Linked DNA regions of Anser cygnoides: region 1 is linked to region 2. The links are chromatin contacts, called in public Hi-C maps. All regions are on one chromosome and are shown on one strand. The core of a region is the stretch at or near the end of the contact, and the rest is flanking DNA. Distances in the headings are between cores, read along the strand shown.

What was found. Hi-C and Micro-C count contacts between places; a contact is called where the count stands out from the background.
Region 1: a Hi-C map of liver shows a contact between it and region 2, with 1.7 times the contacts expected there. The contact joins the enhancer-like site here to the promoter of BDKRB2 in region 2. A contact is called at or near these places in 2 of 7 Hi-C or Micro-C datasets (both in liver).

The regions. Positions count from the first base shown.
Region 1 is chr5:52,046,432-52,052,428 of Taihu_goose_T2T_genome, reverse strand. ATG2B (autophagy related 2B) reads left to right here. Exons shown (of 42, transcript XM_048070392.2): 31 at 98-324; 32 at 987-1,095; 33 at 2,640-2,834; 34 at 3,461-3,562; 35 at 4,997-5,075; 36 at 5,923-5,997. Among named protein-coding and RNA genes, the nearest start is that of GSKIP, 33 kb to the left of the region's middle. Within about 2 kb of position 3,223, at least 1 of the 3 cell types and tissues checked has open chromatin away from gene starts, as enhancers often do. A contact at or near this core is called in liver, where this site is marked.
Region 2 is chr5:51,976,220-51,982,225 of Taihu_goose_T2T_genome, reverse strand. It overlaps BDKRB2 (bradykinin receptor B2), which reads right to left and starts at 4,453. Exons shown (of 2, transcript XM_013181592.3): 1 at 4,265-4,453.

The DNA.
Region 1 (5,997 bases), core at 1,974-4,473, 71 kb before region 2:
AGTACAGAGTAGACTTTTTTTTCTCTTTAAAGGAAAGAATTAGACATGTCAATAAAGACCGTGAACTTCACCTTCTCAATATTATGTACTTTTTTAGGACAAAGAAGAAGAACCAGTAATTAAAAAAATGGTTGACGATGCAATTATTATAAGGGAAAATCATTTCAGCCAACCTATAAAAAAAACAGATACAAGCAAAGCTCCCCTTCATTTTCCTGTTCCTCTGGTACGCTATGTTGTGAAGGAAATCTCTCTTATTTGGCATCTTTATGGTGGAAGGGATTTTGGGACTGCACCACCAACATCTCCAGCTAAAAGTTTCATGTAAGTGTTTGACATAGTTTTGTACATTAGGACATTTTAAAATACTTTATTTCCCTTTAATTTGAGATTGTATAATGAGATTAACCTCAAGTTTTCCTCACTTGCTCCTTTGCTTCCTCCACATAAGGACTGTTGTTATTCAGTTTAGTTTGGTGTATTTTTTCCATGTCTTAACCTGAGCAAGCTGTTTTTTTGTTGTTTTTTGTTTTGTTGTCCTCCTTTTTTGTTTTTCTTTTTTGAGGGTGGAGGGATGGGTGTGCTTTTAAGAATTATTTGAAAAGTTAAATTTTCCTAAGCAGTTTGGTGTTTAAGGAGTGAGTTTAATAGACTGTGATGGCTGGAGTCTGATTTTACTTATGTCACATAAGTTAAAGAGGAATTAATATTGTCATGGCCAAAATTAAGGAAATGTTTTATTAAGGTGAATTTGGTAGGAAGCATACACCTTGCACTTTAAGTATGCATTACTTGAGCAATAAAAAGAAGGGATTTTGTTTTGGTAAACAGTAACACAACTTCCAGTCTCTTTTTGTCTTGTAACCCATAAAATCTTAGTGAGTAATAGACAGTGAAACATGCACATTCTTAGAGTTGGACTTAGAGTGAGATGGCTTTAAATTTAGACTAGGAAAGTGTACTTTCTTTTTCTTTAATTTCCACAGAAGTCCCCATAGTTCTCCTTCTCATACACCAACAAGGCATGGAAGGAGTACAGCATGTGGGGGAAGAGGAAGAAACCCAGATTTCCTAATGGAAATACAATTGAGCAAGGTGAACGACTGTCTGTGTGTGAATATGTTTACATGTTATATTGGTCTAATATCAGCTTTCCATTAGATGCCAGTGGAGGAAAGCGTACTCAATTCTATTTACATCTAATGAATCACATAGAAAGGGGTAGATGTGTTTAACAAAAAACATATTTGTTGTTCTAGCAGAGTATTGCTTGGTTGCTGACCGAACCTGTTTCTAAAGATGGAGGAAAAGCTATTATAATACTCTTAAAGTTTGTTTTCACCACGCTGTACAGCAGCTAGTCTATTTTTCTGTCTTCAGTTCTACTCTGAATTAATAGACCTATTATGAAATTCAACGTTTAGCAAAATAATTGGGATATAGATCTGTTGAGACATTCGGTTTACCATTGGACAGCTGGTTATTAAACAACATCCACTTATGGGAAACACAGCAACGATATGATATAACATTATTTTCCACCCTTCAGGAATAATTATGCTGCTATTGTTTTGAAGCCTGTTTAGAAACTGGTAGAAACTAGGTGCATGATTCAGGTGCTATGAAGAATATTGGCAAGGAGTTAACCAAATCTTATGTTAAAGGGATCAATAACAGAACATTATTTTAAAATAAAGTTTTCTCAAACACTTTCATAAATACGAAAAGGTACTACGTAAAACTGAATGCCTTTTATAATCTGTGTGTACTTCTGGAGTTTAAAATTCGTGTGATGACATTAGCACTTTGATATGATTAGTATCAAATATTTTTGGCAAATCTTATTTTATTCTTTTTGGCAAAGCATGGCATTGCAATAAAAAAGAGGTAAACAGGAAGAGTTTAATATTCCATGTGGAAAATTTAATATGTGGAAGTATAATGTTTCTGAATTTGCAGGTATTTAATGAGTAGGTATTTGGTGTTAGTACTGAGGCATAAAGTTTTTTCATACTTAACGTTGTGCAAGGCTGTATAATAATAACTATATTTAAACAAGAACCCAAGGAGAAGAAAATACTGTCAAAATTGGGAAGTTTCTTAACAGTATTTATGATCAACTATTCTTGTCGACACTTACAATGTTATCACATTTATCTGGAGTACAGGGTGCAGTGTTAAAATCTTGGTATCTGGCCAGTAAAAGCCACTGTTCTGGCCTACCCCAGACAACTTGCAGACAAGTATGCTATGGGAGTTAAGACAAGGCATGATTTGTAAGAAAGGAGACGCAGGTACAGGATTGAGGGGAAAAAGCAGAGTCCATGCTAAAATGAAAAGCAAAACTCGTACTTCATTTAACACCATTGACTCTTTGTTGTGGTTTGAATCGACATGCTAAAATATGAGTACGTGCACAAATAGGAATTGAAAGATTTCTAATGCTAGGGTATTGAAAAATCTGAATAGTTTTCAGAAGTCCTGTTATTACTGCAAATTTAAAACAGTGGACTGAGCTTTAAAGTTCGTGTGGTTGTTTTTTTTTTTGTCTGTTTGTTTGTTTTCCAAGTACTATTCTGTTGTTAAAACTTTTTTTATCACTGGAGCTGATTATGTTGTTTTTCTTCATATATTAAAAGGTGAAATTCCAGCATGAGGTATACCCTCCAGGTGGTGCAGAAGGTGACTCTAGTCTGTTGGAACAGCCAGTGTCACGTCAAGTTTTTATTGTTCAAGACCTGGAGATTAGAGACCGCTTAGCTACGTCACAGATGAATAAATTTCTTTACCTCTACTGTAGTAAGGAGATGCCCAGAAAAGCGCATTCAAATATGGTATGTTTATGGAAAATTTTAATTCACTGTAATTATAGTGGTTGGACTATCATTGTGGAAGTTGTATACAGTTCTTAATATTGCAGAAGAAGGGGCATGAAGCATGAGATCGTGGAACAATGAAGTAATATAACTTATTTTGGTAGTTATTTTCTTGCCTCTTTTGAATATGAAAACTAATGAAAAAGTCAACTTGAATATTAGTATGTGAGATATTAATTTTCTTGAAGTTCTGTCATTTTTAGAAGGTATATGTGCAGGACTACTTCAACAGCTTTCAAAACTTCAACAGCTTTCAAATTTTGGTTTTGAACAAACATCGCTTGTGTGTGTATTCTTAAAATTTTATAGTCTTACTGCTTCTGTAATTTATGAATTTAATTTTTTAGAGTTTTCTTATTGTTGGTTTAAAAATGAAATTAAAACAAGCTACTTATGCTATACTAGCTTTAGAATTGGCAAGTGAAATCAGATCAGTACAGAACTTTTGCAGTAAATATTTGTCCTAGCTAGTGTTCTGAAATGATTAGTACAGAGTTCTTGCAGTAAATATTTGTCCTAGCTAGTGTTCTGAAATTTAACAATTGTGAATGTTACTACTTACTTATCTTGTTGCTGTTCCTCAGTTAACAGTTAAAGCATTGCATGTCCGTCCAGAGTCTGGCAGATCCCCACAGGAATGTTGTTTACGCGTTTCACTAATGCCACTTCGCCTCAACATTGACCAGGTTGGTTGTGATAATGAAATATATATATATATATATATTTATAAATATATATTTGATGGTGTTCTTTCCTCCAAATACTTGCGGCCATCACACCTGTTTTTATGGGATTAATTCTCAGTTTGGTACATTTTCATTTATGATCACAGATAACTTTAGATCTCTGCTTCTCTGTTTATGTCTGTGTTGGAACTTGCCTTGTTCTCTAGCTATTATAGACTTTGCATTTAGAAACTAAAAATATCTATATAACTGGCTTTTTTCTTGAGACTAACAGTTCATCTTCTGAGATTTCTGATGGTCTCTACATGTCTTGAAATGTCGACTTCTTAAAAGCATATGCTTAAATGTGGACAATTTTGCGTAGTTTGCGAATGAGGTAGTTTAGTTGTTTTTAACTGAAGAAAAATTAATGATTAACCTAGAAGCTGTTCACACCATTTTAGTCAAGGGCAGTCGACACTTGAGGACTTGCTTCTCTACTGTGAAGTGTTTGCTCTCCTTATCAACTGCAGTGGCATGAAGAACAGAAACAGGAGAAATTGTTTTACATTCTTTAGTGAGCCTTCAGTGCATGTTAGAGACCAGATTTTCCTTCTAATCATAGAAGAATTCTACTCTATATTGTTTGTAATAATTTTATACAGAAAAATAGTACGGAAATACTGCCATCTAGTGAGGAAGTACGTACCTTCTTTGTAACTTCCGTTTTGTACCATAATCAAATTCACCTTTACAACTTCTGAAAAATAAACCACAGCTTTCCCAGAAGCACAAGGCTGCGCGCAATTATGTCAGAAATTCTTGTTATTTCTTAAGCTGTCTGCTGATCAGTTAGAAACAAAAAAAGGAAAGAAAAGAATGTCCATATGTCATTAATCATAGGATGAATAAGGCACCAATGTGATGCATCTTTCAAAAAAGAAAATTAGATGTTATAATATGAAGATATTAACAAGACATTTAGCAACCACAGAGTTATTAATGCCTTTTAAGGAAGTAATAGTGAGATCTGATATGAAATTATTTGTCTGAAATTGATGGTATTAGTATAAATGAATATAACTAGGCTTGAATACCCTTTTACTGGAAATCAGAGGAATGTTTATAGCCTTTAAAACACTTGAATTCTGGTACAGGCCTCAAAATGCGTGTAGAGATGATGAAAACAACCTTGGAATTTTAAAACAGTTAGATATATTATGCAATCATATTATATGTAGCAGGGGGCAAGGACCAAGAGGGCCTTTGCAGTTTATGTCCTAGATTTCAAATTGGCTTCTGCTTAAGGATCAAAATAAGGAAATGTGTTTTGTTTCATATCTCTATAGAGATAGAAGACCTGAAATTGCAGGTTATATTTTTTAGAGAAATTGGTATTTTTCTTTCCCCTTTATTATTTTTTTTAACCTGATTGTATTTTATTTTTGACACTAGGATGCCTTGTTTTTCTTGAAAGACTTTTTCACTAGCCTGTCTACAGAAGTAGAACTCTTAGTTACTCCAGATCCTGAAGGTACACTTTAAAATATCTCACATGAAAATGTTTCTTCTTTCTCTTTTAGTATGTAAGCATATCTATAAATGTACATGTGAATCTCATGTATAGAAGAAGTTATGATAGTGACCAAAACCCAGTATTAGTAGTTAATTTTTTAATTATTTTTTTTAAAAAAAGATGCTTGGGGTATTTTTGGTTTTCATAAGCACCAACAAAGTTTCTGAATGTCTGGGAGCTCCACTGTATAACATGTTTCACTGAAATTGGAGCATATTAAATAAGAACTTCTGAAAAATTGGGGAATGTATATATAATTATGAGTTCCCGTTAGATAAAACAAATGCATTATTTTGTACCTCTTGCATAAAGGAATATATCTGTCTAATAGCTTGAAGTTGTATAACCCATTGAGAAGAAACAGAGCTCAAGTTTATAAATAGGCAATGCAATGTACGTATGTAAAGCGATACTTCAATCGGTATTTTGAAGCGACACTTCAAAAACAGTATATATTGAAATGCACATTTCCTCTATTAACTATATTTGTGAATTTATTAGCAGCTATCCTTTCCCTATTTCTGTTGAGAGATCATACTGAAATGCATAGGTAATGAAGTGTTGTGCAATGTTGCTATTAAAATTGGATGAATTATTTTTGCCGATACATAAATCTCAACTTAAGCTTCTTGTAATGATTTCTAATGATATTTAAGAATTTAAATATTGTCTGGCTGCTAATTACTACAAATTAGTATTTGCACTTAACTAAGGTTAAGGCATAAATAAGGCATAAGTACAGACTTTTTGTAATCACTGTGGAAAAATCAGTCTGTTTAATCTGTACAATCTCTTATTATCACAGTTAAAAAGTCTCCTGGTGCTGAAGTTACATGTAGTTTGCCCAGGCATGTCAGCAGCCTTAAGGACCCAAGTCCAG
Region 2 (6,006 bases), core at 3,204-5,703:
AGAGGTGCATGCAGACCTGAGCTAAAACCTAGTGTCAATATTTTCGATATTTCTGTCCTCCCACTTGTTTAAGAATCAGGTGCGCCTTTGAATTATGTCAGCTTCACAGCTGCTTTTTGTAGAAAGGCTCAGGAGCTCTGATGAACTGCTCCCAGTTTTCTGGCCTGCCTGTTGTCTGCAAGCCGTTTACCATCGCATCAGGAAGGTGTTGCTGCAGGGTGTTCTGCATGTGTGTGGGCAGATGGCTCACACCGCCCTTCTGGAGGGAATGTGCTGCCCATTTTTATGCCCCATGGCTCTTCAGAGCAGCAGAGCTTCAGCCAGTCAGTGAGCTGGTAGATCACGCAGCCATGACAAAGGGAAAAAAACCCTCCAGGCTCACAGGGGTGCAACTCCCAGACAACTTGCAGGAACACTGCAGGAGGAAAACCAGCTACGGCCAGTTCTGCCTCCGGACATGCGCATGTAAATGCTATTAATATAAAAATCACTTCAACCTCAGACCATAGCTTGCTGTCCTTATTACTGAGTTTATCTCAGATAATGTGAGAGGGAGAAATGGATTTCTGCATTTTGGCAGTTCCATCCTCTGAAATTAGCCAGAGCTTGAGGTCTGGCTTTGTTCCAATGCTGTCACTGCACTGACATACCTGAGTGTGCACGGCTCAGCACTGGCGGGTCTGCAAATCTGAATGATAAGATTTTTTGTTTGTTTGTTTGTTTGTTTTGTTTCAGGGATCAAAAAAACCAAGCCCAACCTTGCTGAACTGAGTTAAGGAGTTAACATACAAGGGAGGTAAATATAGCATGGCAGCAAAAGTAAGTCAAATCTACCATTCTGGCAAATTTGCATAGTTCTGAAACATTTTGCTGAAGTTATAGAGTTGCTTTTCCATAATGTTAGAGTGCTCCAGGCATGCTTATCATCAGACTGAAGATAGCATGTTTTTAGCAGGCAACTTTACTCCTTGTGTGTTTTTTTTCTGGTCTGTGTCTCATTGGCGTCTGTTCATCAACATCTGGGGCTTGCAGTGGGGTGCTGGACCATGACCAGGGTTCCTCAGCCCCATCGTGCTAGTATTACTTCTAAGTGAATGATATGTTGTCATACTATCAACTGTGGTTGGCAGCCGGTGCAACTTTGTCTATGGGAAGACAGCAGCCTGCGGTCTGTGTTTAGTGTTCTTGTTGCATTGCTCATCCTGTTTCCCCACTGCGGTTGTGCCCACTCATCTCCAGGCTGTCATGCTATAGGGCTGCCCTCTCCTCTCTCCAGAGCTGGCTGGGACATCTCGCTGTTTCCCTTATCGGAGCCTGACCTCATGGGGAGCTCGGTAAGGGGGCTGCAGTCTTTGAACAGGGTTTGGTGTGAAACTGTACCCTGAGCCTGTGTCGTATTTACTCTTCTATCAGGTTAAGGCTAATGTTATTGACGGGGATACACGCACAAAGGATGGACCCTCCTGCAGCTGTGCTAGGAGAGGAGCTCGCCCTTGTCTGCTATCTGGTCTCACAAGGTGAGGACTTGTTTGGCAATAAGAGTGTAAAGCCTTGCTGCCTCACCTCCCCCCAGTCTGCCCCACCAGTGTTCCTACTTTTGTGCCATAGGACACAGCTCTTTTGCTAGTTTCAAAACTACTCATATGGCAACATCAGCTCAGGAAATAGGTCCACTTTAAGCAAAAATCCCTTGACGTTATGTTTAATCTTTCTGTGATCAGAAACACTGTGCAGCAGCACAAGGGGGAGAAGCAGGAAGCAGAAGAAGAGTGGCAACTCTGCTCGTCCATACTGCTGCTGAAGCCTGAGCCCCCCTGGGAAATGCAGCCTCAGTGATGTTGGGGGCTAGCAAGGAATGGCTGAAGCAGTTATCACTTTGCTTCTTTTGTGTATCAAGAGATAAAATCAGGTGTGGCTGAACAGAGAACAGTAGGGTCAGAAATTTGGAGAGGGGCATCCAGCCGAGGGGAGAAGCTGGCTGAGCTCTCCCCTGCTGTCAGATGAGCGTATGGGTTGGCAGCTGGAGACTTCAGGCTGGGTTTGGTCTTCAACAGCTGCACCTTCACCAAGAGCCATGCCGGCTGCAAAGGAAAGCTTCTGCCTCTGCTTCAAGGCACTGTGTTTGTTGGCAGTCCTGCCTTGGCCAGGCAGAGACGCAGCTTTTCATCTTTGTGTGTGTAAAATCTGAAGTACATGAGGAAGAAAGACCAACATTTAGATAAGGCTGGGGAAACCCAAAAGCATGGAGAGTAGAGGGGGAGTTTTAAAAACCATGAATGACAAGAGAACAAGCCTGGCATATGTGTAACTTTTAAAGAAAAAAATGAAGGTTTTAACTAAACGACATTTTGACAGAAAATATTTATTCTCTCTCTCTTTTAAACTTCATATTGATTAGCATTGCTAATGACTTCAGGTGTACATTCGTTGCTGACTTAGCTACTGGGAAGGAATGTGTTTGTTTTGAAAGCAAAGCTCTGTTTGCTAACATGTTTCCCTGGACTTGCTGTAAGACTTTTTTCCTACTGTGACTTTGAAAATGGGGGGGATTTGGGTTTCTAAGAGCTTTTTGCTCCCTTCTTTCTATGAAAAGCAGACTATCTAAAACTGACTGTTCTTAGGCAGTGAATTTTAGACTCTTCATAATCGATGTACTAAAATTCTCCCAAATTCCTCATTTTCTGTCTGGGAAAGGACTTTGAATGTTGCAATATTTACTCTGAGAATATAGCTCAGATTTATTTATTTATTTATTTATTTATTTTAAGCTGTGTTCCGGTGCGGTGATGAGATCCTTAATTCAGGAAGCTCTAACTCAGGAGGAAAGGCAGGTTTTTTTCTATGGGTTGGCAGTACAAAATGTTCAGGTAACTCTGAGTAACACACTTAATCCTGTTCCAGCATGTACAAGGCTTGGTGGAAAACTGACAGAACTGTTCTGGAGATGACTCTGCTCTGGCTATTCCAAAGTCTTTATTGACTTAGGGACATTTATCTCTTCTCTCTGCATTTGTACTATTTGCGCTGAAAACAAGACAGATATATTTAGAAGTCTGTGACTGATTCTGAAGTGTGAAAATGCTTCTCTTCATTCTTTTCTTAAAGACTGCGTGTTTCCAGAAAAGAACAGACAAGATAGAACTCATATGACTGATATTACACAATATCCTGATGCTTCATTCTTACAGATTCTGCGGTAAAAATAATTTTTTTTTTCTAGCTCCGTTCAAGACTCTCTAAGAAAGTATGTGCACTGTTCAAGACAAGAATATCCTCTAATCTTAGGAGATAGCATCTGTAAGATTACACATAATGTATCAAATCCAAGGCTTCTAATGACAAACTGAACTCTCTTCGTTGCATGGCTATTTTGTTATTACCATTATTGTGCTCAAATTGCTGCTTAACATACCGAGTAATAGAAAATTAGCAGCTAAAAGAATAGCATATATTTCAACCTTTAGTCTTTCTGTTACAAGATCCTAATTACAACTCCAGTTCTAAGCTTGTATTTATATTTAACATCTTATAAATCATGCTCTTACTGTGTTTTTTCATTTGAATACAAATGTTAGAAGGAAACAAATAATGTTCAAATGTCAACTGAAACTTTTCTTCCTATGTTACACAAGAAATAACTTTAAAATTTATTTTTTTTCCATTTAGTCAGTATAGATGAGACAGGTCAGAAGTGTAAGGTATACACACATCCACATTTCTTGAGTCACAAAGTTGACAATCAAAACAATAAACAGAAAAGAAAAAAAAAAAGTACAGGGAGTACAGGAAAGAATTGCCTCTGCTTTTTCCTTACTACTTAGTAGGTAATATTTCAGCTGAAAATAAAGTTGATTGTTTACACTTTCTGATCTTTTATAAGGTGAAACAATGGTGCAACTCAGATGCCTTCTGCACAGAATAAATCACGTCCCTTGGGTAACCCACACCAAATTTTCCCTGTGGCAGGGGAAAAGCCCTGTGTCTTTGGCATCTTGGGAACTCTGATATAAAACTTTTTTTTTTCTTTTCTTTTCTTTTTTTTTTTTTTTGGAAATGCTACACCTCTGTGAAACCTGCCAAGTTACCAAACCACATCAGCAATAATAATTTTACTTCTCCTTGTTCCTGGAATGCTAATAACATTAGTACTCTTGTAATTGAAACAGAAACATATTAAGAATTCAAGAAGTGGTTTCAAAAAGCAGCACTCTGTACTGGATTTAAATGACAACTTTTCATATGAAAAAGAAGTGGAAACACATACCTTGACTGCGAATTCAGCACTGAACAGGTACAAGCGAGGGAGTGCAACACTTCTCAGAGAACAGTCACGCTCCTTCTGTTGTATGAATGAGTCTAACTTCTGGTTTTCTGCCCCTCCCTGAACAGAATAGACTCATCCCCTTTTGATGACATCATATTCCTGGATTTTCTGCCTTGCTATATTTTATTTCAGAAGCAAAGCTTGTCTACTCTAACCAACATGTGACCACTCTTATTTGACTATGGGTGGTAAACTATACAAATCAAGTTAAAATAAAGATTTGACACAGCGTGTATAAAACAGCTACATGTGTTTGAACAACAGCTTCCAGAAATGTGTGTGCATAAACATGTGTGCACACATACACAAACCTGACCTTTATTGTGGGTGATGTCATGTGCATTACTTTTACCAGTGTTAGACACAATCAACGGTTACATAAATTAAGTTCTTGCAAGACTTGAATCTTTAAAACAGAAAAGAACAAATATCTCATTTACAATCTTACATTCTTCCCATTCAAGAGAAGAATTTTAGCGTTTATATTTCTGGAAGACTGTGTGTTCCTCTTCCTCAGCAGAAATCTCTGGCTACTCATTGTGCTAAGAACTAAGATAAATTCCAAATACCACTTAAAAATTTATATAGGACCAAAATTTCTTCAAGTTTTGGATGAAACATCTGTAAGAAGCAGAATTATACCCAAAGAGCAGAGAAGAACATTTTTCCTATGAAAATGACTTTTATTCTGAATTTGAGATCATAACAGATCTAATTTTACCTTGTTCATAACAGGCATAACTGTTTTTCCTCTATTTATGCAATTAAACTGAAACCTGAAATAGCAGCCGTGGTTGCAGCATCCCACACAGAGGATGCATCTTCATTCTGAGAATAAATGAACAGAGAAGAGATCAGTCTACTTAGTTTCACACAAATTGCTAATTCTGAAAGTAAAAAATTCAAGAAAACTCTTGGAGCTATTCATATTATATGTGGTCTTTTGTGATCAAAGGTATCTACTAGAACAAGTATTGGGCCCCTGCTCCCCTCTCATTCTCCATTTATAATTCTCGGACAACACTCACTTGCATTTTTCCCAACAGGAATAACTGCTTTGCTTTCCACTCATGTTCCTTTTCTTTCTCTGAAACTGTTATAATAGCTGCTAGAAAATAGTAAGTTGTCTTTCAGTAATGCCACAAGCTCAGTAAAACTTTTTGACCAACGATGCCTTCCCCTGATCCATTCCTGCTTTCCCTGCAACAGTTCTAGTTTGATCATGTAATCTCAGCACTCAAATCTCCAAGGTCTTCATCCTGAATTTTTTCAATTCTTCCTTTTTTTTTTTTTAAAAAAAAAAAAGTTTATATTTTTGTCCTGTATCCAAATAAACACTTTAGAACTGTAATTGGAATTTCTTTCTTTCCTTTTTTTTTTTATTTTTTGGTTGGATGTGGGTATAGTTTAAACATTAACTTAACATGTATTCATAGGAGGGGTTCTGCTAGCTCATTTGTAGCAGTGTAATAAAACCCAGCTGTAGTGAGATCTACTTCATTAAACCCGAGGAATGTGGACAGCCTCTCGAGGAGTAGGTGAGTGGAGTTCTGCAGTCTTCAGGAGCTAGCCTGCTATGGACACTTGTTTCTGAAAGGGAGAAACATGCCTCTGATCATCTCAAGAGCTTTTGAGAGACCAACCTCTGCAAAGGAGGAATGGTGGCTGGTTCAGGGGTGTGG